Linked DNA regions of Mus musculus: region 2 is linked to region 1. Evidence: chromatin contacts called from public promoter capture Hi-C data. All regions are on one chromosome and are shown on one strand. The core of a region is the stretch at or near the end of the contact, and the rest is flanking DNA. Distances in the headings are between cores, read along the strand shown.

Region 1 (7,271 bases), core at 1,414-3,913:
AGGACAGCCAGGGCTACACAGAGAAACCATGTCTCGAAAAACCAAAAACCAAAAACAAAACAAAAAAAAGAGAGAGATGACCATGGAGCATCAATTACAGTGGAAGTCAGTGGGTATCTCTCCTCATATATCAACATGCCTGACATTCAGGTGTAGAGATGTTATGATGTAATGGCTGCCTTCCCCCAATTTATATGTACAACAATGAATGTTTTGATTGACGATGGTTTTAAATGAAAGCAATATGGCCTGGTAGTGTTAAATGTAGAATGGAACATGCATACAGTTGGGGTCAGGGCATCAGGGCGTGGGTCTGAAAGGAACAGCAGGATTGGTTATGGAAGAAGGCACATAAAGGGGCTTCCAGGTCCATGGAAAAGCAGAAGCCCAAAGTGAAGAACTAACAGAGAGAGGAGATTCTTAGGGGATGGCAGGAACCAAGCTAAAGAGGGCAACAGGACTCTACCATTCATGCTTCAGTTTAAGAGACTCGCCAGCCTGGCGCTGGTAGTGCACGCCTTTAATCCCAGCACTCAGGAGGCAGAGGCAGGCAAACTCTGTGAGTTTGAGGCCAGCCTGGTCTACATAGTGAATTCTTGCACAGCCACAGCTCCATAGCCCTGTCTCAAAAACGAGAGAGAGAGAGAGAGAGAGAGAGAGAGAGAGAGAGAGAGAGAGAGAGAGAGAGAGACTGTTCACCTAGGCCACTAGGGTGGTATAAATCTCTATAAGTTCAAGGCTAGCCTGGTTTACATAGTTAAGTTTCAAACTAACCAAAGGCTACATGGTGAGACTCTGTTTCAAAAAAGCTAAGCACAGGTTACTGTTCAACCGAACCTGGCTTGGGCAGCAGAAAATTGGGGTCCAAAATGTCCCCTTAAGATTTTACACTTTTGACAGGTGGTGGTGGCTCATGCCTTTAATCTCAGTACTTGGGAGGCAGAAGCAAGTTAATCTCTGAGTTCAAGTTCAAGGCCAGCCTGGTCTACACCCTGTTCCAAGACAGGGATACACAAGGAAACCCTGTCTCAAAAAAAACAAACAAACAAACAAACAAAACCAAAGGAGACTTGGCAGTCTCAGGTGGGTATAGTGGCACACACCTTTGACCCCAGCGCTTGGAAGACAAAGGCAAGCAGATTTCTGAGTTCAAAGTCATCCTGGTCTACAGAGTGAGTTCCAGGGCAGCAAGGGTTACACAGAGAAACCTTGTCTGGAAAAACCAAAACCAGAAACAAAAACAGGACTTTTCACTCTTGGTAGCTCTGGGGCACTAGACAGCTGTTGTTTGGCCTTGAATGTACAGTAATCCCATCAGATCTAGATTTGGGGACAGCCATTCTGGTCAGAGCCTGTATCAGAGGGCAGTTTTAGGAACCCTGAGAAATGGACAGGTCAGAGGACTCTCAGGAGGCTGTAGTGGTGACCTAGGAAAGGAGAAGTAGAGGCAGGATCTGTCTAGAGATGTCGTCCGCTGACAACCTTTCTCCCCTAATAGGATTTGTTTTCTTCTGAAGGAGTCAAGAAGTCAGGGGAGTCGGGATACTTGCTTTGCTGGACACGAACTGGCAGGAGAATCAGGTTCTAAGTGTCCATGCCTGGGGTGGGAGTGTCCTGGCAGCCTGGAAAGCAAAGAGGTGCTCTAGAGAGGTGTGCAGTTTAAATTGCTTTCACTCATTTGCTTAAGACGGGGTCTCACTCTATAGCCCTGGTTGGCTTTGACTTTACAGAAAGACACCTGCTTTTGCCTCTCGTGTGCTAGCCAGGTAAAGTAGACAGGAGTTGGCCAAGGAAGAAGGCACAGAAGGGCTCAGTGGGTAAAATGTTTGCCACCAAGCCTGAGGACCTTGAGTTCCATCCCTAGAGACCCATGTGGTAAAAAGAGAGAACTGATGGTCAAATTGTCTGTCCTCTAACCTCCACATGTGCATACACAATCAATCAACTGATCAGTCAATCGATCGATCAATTAATGAGTTCGGCGTTCATCAGAGTGTGGTTTAATGGACTATGCCTTTAATCCATTTCAGCACTTGGGAGGCAGAGGAAAGCAGATCGCTGTGAATTAGTGGTCTGCCTGGTCTACATAGTGAGTTACAGACTAGCCAAGGCTACACGGGGATACCCTCTCTAAAACAAGAACAACAACAAACGTTCATGTCAGGAGTGCGGCCCAAGCTCTGAGTCTGGGGTCCTGTTGGGAGTTTGAAGTCAGGATTGTCATCTGGTCAGGTCAGGAGTCAGGGGTGGTAATGATGGTGTGACTCTGAGAGAATGTTCAGAAATTTGAGTATAGGAGTCTTGGTCGGTGTCAGGATTCTTGTTAGGACCCACGGTCTTGGCCCTAGTGGAGCGTGCAGTCTAGCATGCTGAGATGGGATCCGCGTTTGTGGTCATGGCTTGGGGTCTGAGGTCATCCTAGAGTCCTTGGTGGAAGACTCAGGTAACAAACCAGGACTGAGACCCGTGTCTCGGACCCGAGCGGTGCAGCCTCTAGGGGGCGCTGTCGCCTGCCCGCCCGCCCGCCGCCCGCCCGGCTCGGCCCCTCGGCGGCTCGCTGGCGCTGTGCGCGGCAGGCGGGGCCGGAGGCGGCGGCGGCAGCTCCGGGGCGCGGGCGAGCGGGTGGTGGTGGTGGTGGCGGCGGCGGCGGCGCCCCGACTGCAGTCCCGGCGGGAGCGGAGCGCGAGCCGGGCCGGGCCCGAGCCGGCGCCATGGGGCGGCGCCGCCTGTGAGCCGGCGACGAGCGAGGACCGGGCGGGGCGGCGGCGGCGCCGAGGCCCACAAGCCGCGCGGGCCGGGCCGGGCCGAGCGAGCGGGAGCGGAGCGGAGCCTCGGGCGGCGGGAGGAACAGCGCCGCCGCCGCCGCCAAGATGGCCGACCTGGAGGCGGTGCTGGCCGATGTGAGCTACCTGATGGCCATGGAGAAGAGCAAGGCCACGCCGGCCGCGCGCGCCAGCAAGAAGATCCTGCTGCCAGAGCCCAGGTGAGCCCGCCTGTGCCGGGCCCCACGCGCCGCCCCGGGATCCCGTGCCCTAGGGACCCCCTCCGCCCCAGGTTCCGGGGACCTTCTGCCCCAGGACCCGGGAACCCCTTCTACTCCGGGGACCTTCTGCCCCGGAGACCCCATTATTCTGGCCGCCCCAGGACCCGGAGACTTCCTCTGTCCCTGCCGCCGCAAGGCTTGGTGTCCGCAAGCCCTGGGCGCCCCAAGTCCAAGCTCCTAGCCCTGGGCCGCCCTGCCGCTTCCTGTATCTCACTGCCCGGCCTGGTCGCTGTCAGCCCCTGACTCTGCTGCAGCCTTCTTTCCACCCTGATGCTTGGCTCTGCCCTCTACCCTCTCGTGTTCCCTTGTGGTTCCCTTCCTCAAGTCTGCCTCTGTTTACCCGATTGTATCACACAGTCTGTTGCTCCCGTTGGTATTCCACTACCCTATCCACTCCCCGTGGAGTGGGTAACACTCTTGTGAGGTTTGTGGAGTGAAGAGGACCAATTTGAAGACTTTTATTTATTTATTTATTTATTTATTTATTTTGCCTTCCCCTATGGTGGGGTCACTATGGGATTGGGTTTGAGAGTGCTTTCTGGGGACAGTGCAGTGTACCATTCCTGAGGGCTGCGCTCCGGTGGGTGAGGGAAGTCCCTACTTTACCCTTTTCCCCACTTGTGGTTCCTTATGGGTACTTTTGACCAGGGGACCTCCCATCCTACAGCAGATGGACCATGCTGCCACCTCTCTACAAGACAACTGATGTCATCGCACCTGGTATCAAAGTTTAAACTGTCCAGGATGTGGGTGCAGAACAGGGCAGGATGTGAGAGGTGTAGCTGGGGCTTGTCCAGTATATTATGGTAAATAGACTTATCTTCCTATTTGAGCTGCACAGGAGACCAGAGAGCGAGTGAGACAGGTGTAGTTTTGTTCCCATAGAACAAGGTGTGTGTGTGTGAGAGGGGAAACAACTCAGACTGGAATGGCTTGTGCAGTGTCACCTGGCCTCCACATCAGGGCTCTCAGCTTCGAGTTTTATGTTTTGTCCTGACCTGAAGGGTGGCCTGGACGTCTGTCCTGCATCTGGAAGAGGAGATGTGTCCACCCACCAGGATGCCTCCTGGTGGGTGGTGAGGCCAGTCCCAGTAGCCTCCCATGCCAACTCCTTTAACAGCCAAGAGTTGGCCTTGATTTTACTGTCATTCTCTGTGGTAGAACATGCTCTACCCCCAGTGGGCAGTGTGAAATAGGCCTCTGGTGTCCTCTGTCCTTAGAGCCAGGTGGGCAGGTTGCGGGCTTGCTGCTGTGCCTGTCACCGTGCCCCCTCCTCCAGTGGCTGCACACTGGGTTTCAGTTTGACTGAGAACCAAGCCCTGTAGAGGAAAAATTGGTCTGTGTTTTGAAGAGGCCGTTGGGCCCCCCTTTTTTCTAAGACATTTGCAATCAGATTTCTCAAAACAGGAACTAGACTGAGTGTCAGCTGGGGCTGTCTAGGGGCAGCAGCAGTTAGGATGAAAATGAGTTCAGAAATGACAAAACTTAAAGGGAAGAGTGGGGGAGGGGCAGTCCGCATCTTGGGCTTGTAGTGCTCTCCTGGGCGGCCACAGCCATGGGGTTCTTCTGCAGGTGGAGGTCTGCAAAGTTTAAGGTGGTGCCTTTTCTAGAACTCTCTGTGTCTGGACAATCTTTCCCCAGAATGCATTGCTCCTAATAGACCCTACCTCCGGTCGTCTCCTTGCTGGTGTTCAAGAACCCTGAAAAACGAGCTGTACCTCTTTCTTTTTACCTTTTCATATGGTGGCAGTTGTGATGTGATGTGATTGAATAAGAATGGAAAGTTTAATAATTCATTATTTATTTTGACATCTGTCATCTCAGTTGATCCAAAAACCAACATGTGAAGTTGGCAAGGCCAACAGTACCAGGATGGGGTAATAGCTGTGAACAAAATTGCAGCAGGCTGTGAGTTTTAGGAAGCGATACCACAGGTGCAGGGTCACCATCAGTAGGATGTTGTTGGGCCAACTGCTCAGTCTGTGAATGGTTAGGAGCCTCTAACTCTGCCCACTGGTATGCTCAGACAGTCACCCTGCAGTGCTGTGGCCCTAGGCATGCAAGCCTCTCATGATGGAAGGCAGGTTCCCTACGTGGTGACGCGCTCTGCACACTATTGAGGCAGGTATCTCTCACCCTTGAAGGTAGTTGTGATCGTGTCTCATGTGTGCCCAATATATCCCAATCTGTGAAGTGTCTTGTCTTCACAACTCTGGGACGCTGGCTGACCCAGCAGGTGGTATTTCTTCATTTACTAACCGAGCTTTGAGGCTTGTCACACAGAAGATCTGGGATTGGGTCACAGGTCCTTGGAGTCCCAACCACAGTCTCTTCCTGTCAGTGCTTTGTCTCTTTCCCCCACTCCCATATAATTGGTTTGTGGGATGGGATGGCTGAAACCACTTGTCGTGGGAGCTGTGGGTCTGGGGTGGTGGCCTGAAAGTAGCAGGGCAGTTTCTGGCATCATCAGCTGTCACGGTATACAAGACCCAACCCTTCTGCCATTTGCTGAAACACAGGCTGCCCTGGCAAAGCTAGTGTGTAGATAGGAGGGACAGCTCCATGTCAGGGCCTCCATCACATACAGGGCCCTGCTTCCTTCCCCACCCTAAAGCCAGCGTCAGGTAAAGAAGCAATGGGGTTCGTTCCTGTGCCAGTATGCCAATAGGAGTTGTTTCCACTTTAGGGTAGGCCATCTTGGCAGCCTCTCTGTGACTGGTGCCCAGGGTTGTGGCTTGGCTGAGCTTGGCTGGCATCACAGCTCTTATTTCCCAGGGCTGGGGACTGGGAACTGTTGGGCTTTGTGCCACTGTAACTTGGCAGAAGCATCTCCCCTTCCTTCTGTCACCTAGAGGATCTGGGGAAGCAGACTCACCCAACCTTCTCTCAGGAGGGGACACACGGGGGTCCTGGCTTCTCTCTCAGGAGGGGACATGGGGGTCCTGGCTTCTCTCTCAGGAGGGGCGCTGTATGGATAGATTCTTACTCCTGCAATTCTGGCTCACACTGGACCCAGGCACACTTATCCTGAATGGACTTGCCTCAGTTTATCTGCTTTGGTAAAACAAGGGGGCTGGTCCTTCGCCAATGACCTCCCGAGACTGTGGGACTGAGGTCTGGTCCTCGCCCTACAGAAGTTGTTTCCAGCAGCTGCTGCAGTCTTATAATTATCATCATTTGCTTAATATGACCACTGAGGCCCTGTGTAATTAATCTCAGGGCTCCTGGGTGAGGAGCCCTGCCTGGGCGGTCCCAGGAGATGTCCCTGCTCTCCCCAGTGACAGTGGCAGCCCCAGCAGCAGCATGTGGGAGCTGGGTGCCTCTTGCAGCCTTCTGGTTCTCTGGGCTATTTCCTGGTCCCTCCCCCACCACGAGCTTCCTCAGATGCTGCCCGCCCCATTCTTGTTTCCCCCCTCTCCCCAGACCCTGCTACTCTTCCTTCTCTGCTTCTTCGTTCCTGTTAACTCATTACAGCCAGGACTTCCTGCCTAGATTGGTGGGGGAAGGAGGGCTGAGCAGGCGAGCTGAGAAGGCTTTTGCTCTTCTTCCTCCCTCCACTTCTCCATCGCCAGCAGAAAGCCTGCGGTTGCCAGCCTTTACCCCTTACCAGAACATTCCACTCCATTCGCAGCGCCCCCCCACCTCCTGCCCCTGAAAACAAGATTATCTTTTCTGCAGTCTATCCCTGCGGGCCTTTGAAACTGCTACCACTCCCTGGGAATGGCTCTCTGAGATGCCTGTTCCCATCTGCCCTCCTCTCCGGAGTGAGGCTCTCATCTCACGGATTTGCTATTAAGTTGCTCAGCTCTGCTCTCTTCTCCACCGTGCACTCAGTAAATGGGTTTGAAGGGAGCACGCGCATCACAGGTCAGGATCCACGCGCTCACAGGCATCTGGGCTCTGTCAGCCTGGGAATGATGTGTCCTATTAATGCACAATCCACGCTTGTAGTAAACCCTGGGTGACGTCAAGAGCAGGCATAGACTCTGCCGCAGCTTCTCCTGTGCCCAGGTTGCTGTGTAGGAAGCTGAGAGCCCTAGGGGCCCCAGGGAGTTCCAGCTGCCTGCACATGGCTGCTGTTCTCGGGATATTATGGAATAAACAGCAGGAGCCGAGAGCATGTGATGGGTTTTGAGGAATGCACAGCCTCCATCATACCTGCTGTTCCTCTCTGGGCCCCTTCCCTACTCCCCACTGGCTCCTAAGGCCATTTCTTCTGGATAGTTAC
Region 2 (6,805 bases), core at 2,975-5,474, 1.5 Mb before region 1:
TCCCAGTTTAAATTATTTTACATAAATACGATTTACAACAGAAAGACTAAAGAGGTCTCTAAGACCTCTCGGTTTCCTGCCACCTGCCAGGTCACAGGCATTTGGGTGGTTTCAGTAATGGTCACAGACACCCTAAGCCAATGAGCACGGCCCTCCTATACAAGGTCAAGATCAGCAAGGGGGTGTCACGCCACCCACTGTGCAGCTGGCAGAAGCCGGGCCAACCTCTGTGATTGCTCAAGGATGGCACTCAGACCAAAGCCAGGTTGTAGAAGGCTCAAGGACAGCCTAGTGAGCCCGTGTGGAGCAAGCTGGGGTCCCTGTGGTGGCAAGCAGGTCCTAGCCTGAGGATGTTCTCATTGAAGAGTGACCTGTGTGCTGGTCCCAGAGGAGGGGGAAGGGAAATACGACACCAGCAGATGGCCCTACAGGAACTGGTTCCTAGGGGGGAGGCTGGGAAAGGACATGCAATTCAAGGACTATAGGAAGCAGGGCCGTTTGTGAGCAAGCACCAGAGGGGTCATGGAGGTTACTGAACCCCCAGGGTAAACGAAGCCTGTCTGCTGGGCTACAGTTCCTACCTCCTGCCAGAGCACCTCTGGGCACAGAGAACTGGGGGCTGAGAAAAGAGGAAATGGTGTCAGAAAGGTGAGCTCAGGGAAAGGTCCGGGAAGGGGAGGGACAAAGAAGCCGGGAATCCAAGACCCTAGGGCCAGGGCCAGGCTAAGTGCTCAGCAAAGTACGGGGATAAATCAGAAACACAGCCCTGGGAGCTTTGGATGGGGGCTGATACCATCTCTGTTGCATTCTGCAAGTCACGGCCTGAAGTCTGGCTGAAGTTCTTCACACGCCCAGGACACCAGCCAAAGGCTTCTGAGACAAGAAGCACACAGAGCCCACCTAATGCCCAGGAAAGGCAGGGGTCCACACCTGAGCACCCTCCTGCTGTCTGAGGACACCCCCTCAAATCCCTTCTGCTTACATCTGGTCCTCAGAGCACCCTCCGACCCGCCGCCGCCGCCACCACCCCAGTCCTCGGGCTCACATGCACTGCAGCAGAGCTGAGCTCCTTGTTTGAGTCAGTCCACAAATATTTACCAAGAGCCCGCAGGATTCAGAGTGACCTTTAGAAAATATAAGCTGAAGTCATCCACGCTGGTGCCCACGTCTTGCCAGAGCTGTGGGCTCAGAGATCTAGGACACACTAGACAGAAACCCTGCCCCCACAAATCAAGTTGGGGGAGGGATGGGACAGACTGACTTATTGCTAGAGCTCCCTTGAGAGGTGACTTTGCAGCCCTGGCCTACAAGAGCTTATGATTGTAGGGAGACAGGGAGCCACTGGGTGAGATCTGTTTTCATAAAAAGAGTTCACTTCCAGATTTTTGCAACAGTGGGGGAAGGGTGAGAGATGGGCCCCTTCCCACCAGAAGAGCCTGGCAAATTTGGGGCAGGGCTTCTTTATCGGTTCCAGCTCCTGCCAGGGCAGTGAGTGCGGATGGGAAGGCTTCCTGCCAATGCGCAGTGACTGTGCAGTTTCCTGACCCGCATGTCTCAGGGCTCAGTGTGAAGGAGCCCGGGCAGAGGGGCCTCTGGCACCAGGAGAAGCACAAGGGAACCTAAAAACACTACAGCCTAGAAACTGGATCCATGGAGGATGGGGGCTGGAGTTCCAGAATATTCTCTTGTGGTAGCAATACTGGCATGGCCCTGCCTTTAGGGCACTTCGTCCCTTCTCTCTATTCCAAGAGATTTTGTAGGAAATTCTGAGTCTGCCTGGGTCTGGAAACAACAGGGCTGAGCTGACTTCCAAAGAAGATGAGGCCAGTGGGGGGCTGCCAGGTCCCTGAGAAAGAAATTGGAGCGTGCTCCCCCTTTAATCGGACATCACAAAGAGAACCCCATTTTGCTCTTTGCCCTCCATCCCAGAATCCCATAGCTGGGAAGGGGCATGCCTTAGAAACCAGGCAGGCTCCTCTGGCTGTCACCCCTCAGCCCCACCCACAGACCTGTTTACCACAATCTCCTGGAACAGCTTTTTTGATTGGGGGAGTTGCTGCTCTGCCCTAGTCCTTCAGTGGGATGGAGGTCCTCTGTGTGAAGGAAGAAACTCTGGGTATGTCCACCAGCGAAGGGTGGGCACAGCCTCGGCCCTAAGGCCTCCTCACCTCTCCCCTCAAATACATTGTTTCCAAAGAAAACTGTCCTTGAAGGCCAGGAGCCTCTGACACTGCCATCTTGCCCTTGAGAACTGGAGACAGTCCCTGGGCTGCTGCAGACTTGTGAGCACACAAATGCTTCATCTGTGCGTGACCAGGCGACCTAGCTTTACACAGCCCTAGGCTTGGTGTGTTACCAATTAACCCTGTTCCTACTAATTCAAAAAAAAAAAAGTCTCAAAAGCTGTTCCTGGGACTGAAGAATAATATGAAGGGAAATTGAAGGTGGTTGAACAATTGCCTAAGCACCTCAAAGTCAGAAAAGACTGACTCCACAGGCTAGGCCCGCCACAGGGAGCCCCTCCCTCCCTCCTGCTTTCATAGCCGCCTCCTGGCATTCTAGAACATTTTAACAAGCAACTCCCTGTTCTTGCAGGCAGTCACCGCCACCCACCACCGACACTTGGAACTGATGCCAGGCGGACATAGTGGTAATGTAATCCCAGCACTAAAAAGGTTGAGGCAGGAGGATGAGCCAAGAAGTACAGGCCAGTATGAGACAAAATGAGACCCTTTCTGGAATTAAAAAGAAAGAAAGATAAATAAAAGGCTGATTAGGTTAGCCCTTGGAGAAGGGTGAGGCGCAGGAATCTACGTGGCATAAGAACCGGTGAGCAAGCCAGCACTTGCCACATAATCACCCTCTGTGCTGGTCACATGAGAGAGAGAGTCACCAGTTTTCCGGGAACGGGAGGGTGCAGTCTAGGCCGGGCCTTGCTTGCAGATTCCATATGCTAGAGGCCGGAAAACAACCCCCTCCTTCCCTCCTCCGGGTTGCTAAGGGAGCCTGTTGTCACTGGGTGGTTTTGTTTGTAGAGTGGGTGTCGAGCCTGGGAGGAGACTTCCGGGCAGTTAATTCTGCCAGCTGCCTTTTTCATTCTGCGTGCTTGAACCAGCTTTTTTATTTTGGGGAGTATGGGGGGGGGGGGATGTGGAGGCAGGTGGCAGAAGAGCTGAGTAGATGCTTCATGGCGGGGTGGGGTGGGGGTGGGGGGTTGTCAGACTGTCCGAGCTCCTCACTGACATGGGCGGTGACAATTCCCCTTTTCAAAACCCTCACTAAGCCCTTGTTTGTGGACAACGTTTGCTTTTGGACCTGTGCTGGACCCCACCCCAAGTAGACAGCCAGCCTGGCTCCCCCAGTGGTCATTAAACCCACGCCTTGAACTCCACCATACACTGTCGCAGAGAAATGCAGCTTAAAAATATTTTTTCTCACTATACCACACCCAAAAGCAAAAATGTTTTCTAAAATCACTTAACTGTACTGGGCGCTCTTCAACCATAAACATTACATACACACATTCATTCTATATGCATGTGTACCATACAAAAGTCTTGCTTTATCATAGCTTGCAACCACCTTTCCCGCAATTTAATTAACCTTAGACGCAATTAAGCATTCCACCCAAGCTGCTGGGATAGTTCTTCCCCACCCCCACCCTGCTGCTGCCCGCACTGACGTCACCCTGCGAGCAGGCGGCGGCAACGCCCGAGAAGTCACGCGCCCGGTCCCGCCCCAACCCCCCCACCCCTACCGCCTGACGCGCCACCGCAGAGATCCCTCCGCCACCGAGTGGAATTTTCCAGGCTTTCTGCCGGCCCTACTTTCGGACCTCGTCGGGGCGTGGTGACCTGAGGCGACCCGTGTACTTTTCCTTCAGCGCTGACATTCGGTGTGACCCTCTTCCCCAACAGCTGACCCTACCCTTCAGCAGCAAAGGGGACTTACTTATCCCCGGTGGTGTTCACCGCCCAAATATCATCTTTGGATATGCCCTTCATCCTGTGACGCACCGCTAGGAGCAGAAAAGGATCATTGAGCAATCTGAGGGAGTGGCGGTTGACGGAGGCCATGACCCGCCCCTCGTGGGCTCCTTTGGCTCTGTGGCTAGGTCGGGGAGGAACTTTTTTTTAAGTGCCCGTGGAGGAATCGTTCCGTTTAGCAGTGTTTGGGTGACGCGACACAAGAGTATAAAAGCAAAAGTTGTAACCTCCACCTGTAGGAGTTAGTGACAAGGAGGGCTCGCTCTTGGGGCTAGTGGTGGGGAGGCAGTGGCCAGTTCAGGGCTCAGATGAGAGAGGTGGCAGAATTAGAGGCAGCCACTAGGATGGGGGTGCGAGGAGAAGCGGGGCTAAGTATAAAGGAGACTAGATTTTGGGACAGTGGACGTGTGGAAGGCAGCTTCCAAAGCGCCTTTAACAATCCACAAAGAACCAGCAGCTTTCAAGACCAGGCTATCCCTGCTGTCTGCTGGCACTTGACGTCCAGGAGGGCACAAGTTTCACAGGCCTACATGGGGGCAGTGTCCTAACTTGAGTGGCAGAGCAGCAGTTGATGGAGACGGGTGGACTGGGGGCCCTTGAAGGCCCCGGAAATCATAGAGGACAGGCAGTGGGGCAGGACTAGGTGCGTAGTGGAGGTCGCCTTTGATCTTGACAAAACCAGCAGACCCCTTTTTTTCCAGATAAGGGGTTGTGAACCCACCTGGGGATGAGGCCTGGTCTTATGGAAGGTGGACTTAGCTTCGCTGGGCGGACAGCTCTGGCCCAGGGTGGTATGTAATTTGGGTGTGGCCTGTCTGCACCCACTTCGGGGTGCGAGGGGAGGCCGGAGGAGGCTGCAGAGACAAGTTGTTTTTACTGTCAGGTCTGCCAGGCGGGGACCATGGAGATTGAAGGCGCAAGTCTTGGGGCCACATTAATCACAACTTTATTTTTCAGATAGCAGTGCCCTCTCTGGACTTTGCCTAGGTTCCGTGCTTCCTCTTCTGTGGTCTCACTCTTCCCTACTCTTGCCCCTCACTCTGAGGTTAAGGGGTCACTTAAAACCTTGCCCCTGGGTCGTCCGGTAAGCCTGTGGAGGATGTAGAGTCGGTGCTGGAGTCTTGGGCACGGCATTTTGGTAAAGGTGGAGGACACCCTGACTGGGCGGGGAGGGATGGTGTTGATTCACAGAGGGCGGGACGTGAGTGTGGACCCTGGGGTGGGCTCACAGCCATGTTTCCGGTCACCCAAATGCTTCATGGACGTGGTTTATCACTATAGTGTTCACCATGGCAAGCAGATGGCACCAGGAGATATGGAGCCCCTGCCAGTGTGAGTCGTAGCAGTGCAGGAGGGCTCACCCTGGAGGAGACAGCGGCCTCGGTTGACGCCTACACAGTGAATTCCAGAGGCTTAGGAAGCGCGTCCCTGCCCTGGGTCCAGGCCTTTCTCAGGAAGCCCTGTGCTCAGGAGGCCATCGTTGAAGTCAGCTTGTAGGGGGTGGGCAGGTGCTTCCAGCCGGAGGGGCCGTCGGCTGTGAATGTTCCAGATGAATGTCTTGTTCTGGGAGCATCATTCTTTGCGGATGCATGAATGGCAGCAGGCACCCTTTTTCATGGGGGTAGAGGCGTTCGACTGCTGCATCTTCTAAACAAGCCTCCATCCAGCCTTTGTAGTTCTGTGCTGCGAACTTGGCCTCGAGAAGATTGCGTAAGGTGTAGGACACTTTAACGTCTGCGCAGCGTGCTGCACTGTAGATCGGGACCCCAGTGACCTCGCCCACCTTCCCTGCTTCTGCAGCCTGCCTGCCTCTGCATTGGTCAGAGGGATTCTTAACTGAAAACTTGTGGGTGTTGGGGAAAGCTGTTGGGTTGTAAATGACTGGTGTGGAGGAATCTTCCTTAGATGGAGCTGGTTGTAAAATGGGTAGGGTTTGTGGTTTAACAGTGGGAAGGCGCAAGTTAGCCACAAATTCTGCCGACTTGGTAGATGCCGTATCTAATTTGGGCTTTGGGACGTCTTCTGGACTAAAAGGGATCCGTGGGCCCGAAGTGGTCCCTGGGAATGGTCTCTCCCAGGGTGTGGATTTGATACTGGGTGGTTGAGTGGCAACAGTGGTTCTGGCCCCTTTTGTTCATTAGCTTTTATGACTTAGGGCCTGGCTGTGTATACCAGGCTGGCCTGGGTTCACAGCCCTGCTCAGATGACAGTGTCCTGAAACAATGGCCTTCCAAGGTGAAACCTGAGTTATGGATCAAGCTTGGGAATAATACTTTTGGCACCAGATATGGGACTTGTGGGAGAAAGCAGGGCTCAGCTTGGCATTGGTGGGTTGAAGGAGTCGGGGTGCGGGTGAGGATTGTGCCTGGAACCGTGGGTTGATGGGAATAACAGTTTGGGAACTAAATAGTTCACATGAAAATCTAAAGGCTGATGGTAAATCCCTGCAGGTGGCACTACTTTGAGATGCAGTTGCTTGGAAAATACCAAAATCCTACAAGGGGAAGAGCAAAATTGTTTTGCTTCACTGTTGAATGGGGAAGGGTGACATTGAAAAGCTTTTCTTAGTTGCTCAATAGATGGTTGTCACTACCCTGACCTAGGCAGGCCACAGGGGTGGAGCCTGGTGGGGGGAAGCTGATTGCCAAGAAGTGAAGCTGGGGAGGGGCTTGTAAACGCCTCCCGTTGTGGGCTCTGAAACCATAGTATGGGGAGGTTGGCAGACTCTTCTGGGTCTCTATTGAAATTCTGTCATACTGTGTGATTAAGAATTCCAATGCTGCTATCTAAAGGAATTTCATATGGGAGTCATGCCTTAT

The links. Promoter capture Hi-C pulls out the DNA fragments that hold promoters and counts their contacts.
Region 2: a promoter capture Hi-C map of pre-B cells shows a contact between it and region 1, with 4 times the contacts expected there. A contact is called at or near these places in 1 of 39 promoter capture datasets (pre-B cells) and 1 of 130 datasets of targeted methods (double positive thymocytes).

What each region holds. Positions count from the first base shown.
Region 1 is chr19:4,301,614-4,308,884 of GRCm38.p6, reverse strand. It overlaps Grk2 (G protein-coupled receptor kinase 2), which reads left to right and starts at 2,663. Exons shown (of 21, transcript NM_001290818.1): 1 at 2,663-2,983. The coding sequence starts at 2,871.
Region 2 is chr19:5,842,897-5,849,701 of GRCm38.p6, reverse strand. It overlaps Neat1 (nuclear paraspeckle assembly transcript 1 (non-protein coding)), which reads left to right and starts at 4,224. Exons shown (of 1, transcript NR_131212.1): 1 at 4,224-6,805.